Regions from separate parts of the Hordeum vulgare genome. Here region 2 is linked to region 1. The links are chromatin contacts, called in public Hi-C maps. All regions are on one chromosome and are shown on one strand. Each heading gives the region's core, a stretch centred on a gene start, on an enhancer-like site or on the middle of the called end of the contact. The rest is flanking DNA. Distances are from core to core; before and after follow the strand shown. Region 1 holds the start of LOC123427139. Region 2 has its middle 72 kb from the start of LOC123427139.

What was found. A called contact is a pair of places that touch in the nucleus more often than the background predicts.
Region 2: a Hi-C map of leaf shows a contact between it and region 1, with 1.9 times the contacts expected there. The contact joins the enhancer-like site here to the promoter of LOC123427139 in region 1. A contact is called at or near these places in 2 of 6 Hi-C or Micro-C datasets (leaf and seedling).

Annotation. Positions count from the first base shown.
Region 1 is chr1H:136,375,424-136,378,087 of MorexV3_pseudomolecules_assembly, forward strand. LOC123427139 reads left to right here and starts at 1,310. Exons shown (of 12, transcript XM_045111115.1): 1 at 1,310-1,608; 2 at 1,741-1,818. The coding sequence starts at 1,486.
Region 2 is chr1H:136,447,690-136,450,353 of MorexV3_pseudomolecules_assembly, forward strand. No RefSeq gene overlaps it. Among protein-coding and RNA genes, the nearest start is that of LOC123427139, 72 kb to the left of the region's middle. Within about 2 kb of position 1,327, at least 3 of the 3 cell types and tissues checked have open chromatin away from gene starts, as enhancers often do. A contact at or near this core is called in leaf and seedling, where this site is marked.

The sequences.
Region 1 (2,664 bases), core at 60-2,559:
AGATCATGCCCAAATAGAAGAACAAGAAAACAAGCAACATTCGTAACGGGGAGAAACACCAAATAAAAATAAAACAACTCAACATAATCATACATTGAATTACGTTATTGCACATGTCACATCATACATGACATGCGATCATGATTAGTGTTGCTCGTGGCAATTGACATAATGTTTTTAGTTAGTTGGTGATTAGCCGGTGGAACAGAAACTTGTAGTAGGGGTACATGCCACAACTAGTACATGCCACGGGGTACTACTCAAGCTCGGGCTCTAAGTCACCCTGAGTCAGAATAGGTGCAAGTCGGCGACGCTGACGAAAAGATTATTCCTCAGCAATTGGGCGGGAACATATGACGTGGTATCATGCCGTGAAGAGATGAGTAGGTGTTGAGGTAGACAATGCAATCACTTCTCGCATAAACACGAACACATTTAGAGGCTTTCTTGTGTGACCTATTATAATGTCTTGCTGTGTGGGAGTGAGCTAGCGGGAGAGACAAACTGGCTGCGGGGCTAACTCACGCTCATGTGGGGATGGAGGCAATTTGGAAAGTACGATATCGTGAGAGGGGTCGTGCAAACACCGTTGCTACACGAGATAACTCCACAACCATACGAGTGATAAAAGGATGTGCTTGACGGTCATATACCGAAAAGATGACCAAATCGCTCTCGTGCTTTGGTGGTGTGAAAAACAACTATCCTAGTGGTAGGAGAGATAATGACCGCACGAGGGTTTCCCATCCCTCCCGCCACGGAGCAGCAGGCGGAGGGGGAAGACCCATGAGGCTGGTCCCCAATAGTGGTTAGAGGAGAAACATGTGAGAGTGAGAGGGCCATGAATTATACACAAGCCAAGATCGATCTCATGTTACCCGCTTGTTGTTTTGCGACAATGCACAAATGTACAACTACTATATATAATGTTTATTGTTTTTACAGCATATAATGTCTAAATTTATCTTGGATCAAATTTACCTTTTTTGGGCTTACCTCTTCTTTTACCCCTATTCTTTTGAGACAATTTTTTTAGATGGAGTCAGGCCGGGCTCAGGTTTGAAAATCGGACCCGAAAAGCAATTCGGGCCAGGCTCGGACTTGCAAAAAAACGATGATTTACATGAAGGTCCGGCCTGGCCCGAAATTCACCTTTTATGTTCATTCTGACCGGGCTCGGGCTTGATTTTAACATTTTTCTGATTGGGCCGGGTCGGGCTCGCGGCGCGGGATATGTCCAGGTTTAGGGTGGAGCAGCACGTGCGGATTCGATTGACCCGTACCGACTTTGCCCCGTTGTGCACTCGCTGACATATAGGCCCCACTCCTTCTGAACGGGCTCCCATCACCACCCTCCTCCGTTCCACCCAGACAGCCCGATCGCACCTCAGCTCACCTCACGACGTAACCTAAGCTAGGTTTTCCTCCTCCTCCTCCACCTCCACCTCCACCGGCACCACCTCAGACGCGCGGCGGCGCGCAGCCATGGCGATGGTGGCACAGGCGGGCTTCGGCCTCACCCGCGTCGTGATGCTCGTCGGCGCGGGCGTGGCCGGGTCCGTCGTCCTACGCAACGGCCGCCTCTCCGAGATCCTCACAGAGATACAGGTGCGTCGTCTGGCCACGACCTGGCAGCTGCTCTCCTCTCTCGAAAACTCCGATCCCGATTCTTCAAGTGGCAGGAAGGCGGTTCGCTTTGGATAATTTGGTTTTGATGATCCGTGTCGCGTGGCCTTGCAGGAGTTTCTGGAGAAGGGGGAGAATGGGAAGGGAGGAGGTGGCGGTGCGGACCACGGAATCAACGACGCGCTCAACGAGGTACGCTTGTTGATCTACCTACTCCTAGTCTTAGCCATGTAGCTAAGAATTTGTTCTGATGATATGTACTCTTGCCGTTAGTTTGAGACACATGCTGTCATGCATCTCCACCGGAGCCTGTACCTCAAAATTGGAAGTACTCCCTCCGTTCCAGAATATAATACCTTTTAGGAATTCCACTAGGAGACTACATACGAAGCAAAATGAGTGAATCTATACTCTAAAATATGTCTATGTACATCCGTATGTAGTTTATAGTACAATCTCTAAAAGGTCTTATATTTAGGAACGGAGGGAGTACATGATACGATTAAGTGTATTTTTATATGATCCTGTGCCCCGGTTGCTGGTATTAATGATGGTATAGTTTGAGTGGCCTAATGTTAGTAGTTATTTATCCGGTTATCCCTGCCCTTGTGATGAATCATGAACACTTGACATCTCGGATGTGATGCCTGTGATAAGGCCTTAGCTATGGCTTCCGCAAATATGTGGTAGCTTTGTTTTAGCTAAGTAATATTTTGATCCAGCATGAAAACGTGTTTTGATGACTTGTTGCCACTAGGCCAATAGACCAGCCCCATTTCAGAATAGAAACATGTGATGAGTTGCACCAATTATTGGGTTTGGTTTCCTGATATGTCGATGTCAGCTGGTATGTATTCTATGGATTCTGTAGTCTTAATGGTCCTTATGGCAATAACATGTGATACTATTAAATATACAGAGCTTTCTTATGCCGTAACCATTATGAAATAGCTTCACTAAAATTCACAGCATCTGTAGTGACAAATCTGGTATCTCGAAAGCCCGAGGTACACAATTTGCTTTACTAGATTATTTCCT
Region 2 (2,664 bases), core at 77-2,576, 72 kb after region 1:
TGAAATTCAAAGTTCAAATAGTAAGTGCATTAAATATTTTTCCAAACATGAAAACTAAAATCATGGTGGATTTGAAAAAATTCACCTAGTTATTATAAAATTGAAACCATATTTTTACAGAGTATTTAAGTGCCTCCAAACAATAATAATAGAGGCCAAAACAATTAATTGAATATCTTTTGAATTATGAAAATACCCACACCTTCCAAATGGGTCCCAAACATTTTGTGACACTACCAAATATTGGACCCTATCACATATTTTAGAAAAGTCATTTGTTATTACAATTAAAACCAAAATAGAAGTAAATAAAAAATGAACATAAAAGAAATAAAAGAAAAGGGGAAAGACTTACCTGTGCTCGGCCTTAGTCCACAGGGACTGGCCCAGCCCAACACGGGTCCTCCCCTACCTTGTGTTCACCGGGAGGCATGGACACGACGATGCGCGCCACCGGCTGCGCCCGATGCCGTGACGGCCATCCGCCGGCGATGCCGCACCTAAAAGTCCCTCCCTGACGCCCTTGGAACCCTAGACCCCTTCCATCCCCCCTCGCGCACCTGCTTCTCCCACGCTCGGACCCGCGCCGTCGCTGCCATGGCCGTCGCCTAACCGCGGCCACCGTGCCTCCCGCGCCTCACCACCGTGCCCTCTCGCTCCGTCTCCATAATATTCTTCTCCCCATAGATCCGCAAGACGTCGGAAGCCCCTACGTCACCGGCCCCGACCTCTTCTTCCTCTTCGGCTCCGGCGAGCTCCGTGGATGATTCCGGTGACATCATGCCTCCTCAAACCCGCTTTGCACACCTACACGTTCTCAGTGAGCCCCTCTGTCCTCCCCCCACTCCTCGCGCTCATATTCGAGCTCTAGAGCTAGATCCACTAGCGACCGAGATGCTTCGCCGAGTGAGCTCCTTGTCGACGGGCCTCCGGTGGACAATTGGTCCCGGGGTCGTGTGCACCTGCTCTACCGCGTCGCGTAGGACCTCGCTAGCCACTCCGTTTTGCTTCGTCCCCGCCGTAGTGTCGTCCCCACCATAGCCCGAACCCCAGCCGTTGTTAACCTTGTCGCTGGCGATGCTAGCAGCCACCCTAGATCCTCCCGCTGGCCAGGATGGATGCGGGTGTGCCCTGTCGTTTGAACAAGCCCCTCCGTGTGCAAAATGACGTCGTGTGGACGATTTTTGACCCCCTCCCGTGCCTCCGCCGTGTTGTTTGGCTCGCCGGAGCAACTCCAGCGCCGCCCGTCGGCGAGGTTGCACCGGGGCCACCCCAGGGTCACTGACCCGCGGGCCCCATGGCTCAAGTTGGTAGGGTTGACCCTGGTCAACTATGCTGACTGGGTAGCCCCAGCACGTGACTCGTGGGCCACTATCCCGTGGGCGAGTGAGATGTGGGCCCATGTTTCAATTAACACCTAATTAATATGGCAATTTAATTAGTCTAATTAATTTGATTAAATATACAATTACATGTGGGCTATGGTAATTAGATTAATTTTGTACTTTAGAATTACCGAGTGATTATGACACGTGGGGCCGAGCTGTCAGGTTTGACGTGAGATAGCCGGGTTGACTACTCACATCGCCGTGATGTCATGCTGATGCAATAAGTAAAATTTTGAATTAAAATAAATATATATTAATATCAGATTATTATTAAAACATGAGAAATTAATATAAAACAATCTGTAACTCACATGAAAATAATTTATATATGAAAGTTGCTGAAAAAAGCCCATGAATCCGAATACGGTGTTTGTTCATGTGTAACATGCTCCTAGCATGGTGAACATGGACATTTTGGTATGAGGATCACTTGTCCGGTAGTAGCCACAGACCTGGGAAATATCGTCAGATATTTTCCCGCTCTGTCCATGACGTGTAATACTGCGTTAGCTCATCCCTAGCACTTCGTATTTACATGTCATGTATCGTGATGCATCTGCTTGCTTTTATTTATTGTTTCTTCCCCTCTTTTCTCCGGTAGATGCCGAAGCTAACGCTGCTGCTAGGTACGACTACCCCCCTGACGACCAGCCTTTTGCACCAGAGCAACAAGGCAAGCAAAACCCCCTTGATCATCCCTATATCGCCCATTCTTTCTCCCTCATGTTTGCATTAGATTTTGATACTGTTGTAGATAGCTCCTATTCGTAATAAAGTGCTATTGTACCCTACTGCATATCAAATGCTTAGTATAGGTGGATTAGTGATCCCCAGTGACCCCACTTAGTCCCAGTTGCCCGTGCTTCATCATCAAAGACTCGACGACATTGAAGAACCGAAGACTCGACCAATCGATTGACAAGCCATGACTCGTCGCACCACTTCACACCCCCTTAGTTGTACGACTCTACAGAGCTACTATCGAGTACTGAGGTGACACCTCGTCATATACTCGTGATCTTAGCCCTATAGCGTAGTCAACCGGAGGTGGATTACGAAGGGTGATTCCTCCTTCACCACTTCCAATAACGACTCTGTCGTGCAACCCCTCAAGCATGAACCATCGAGGGTGATTCCTCCCTGGTCATCTTGATGGTTACATCAATTGGAAATCATCAAGGTTGATACCTTGGATTCCTGTGATGTTATAGACACACCATTACTTTCACTTACTGCTGGAACATGATGAAATGTGTGGTGCGGGTGGATACCCGCG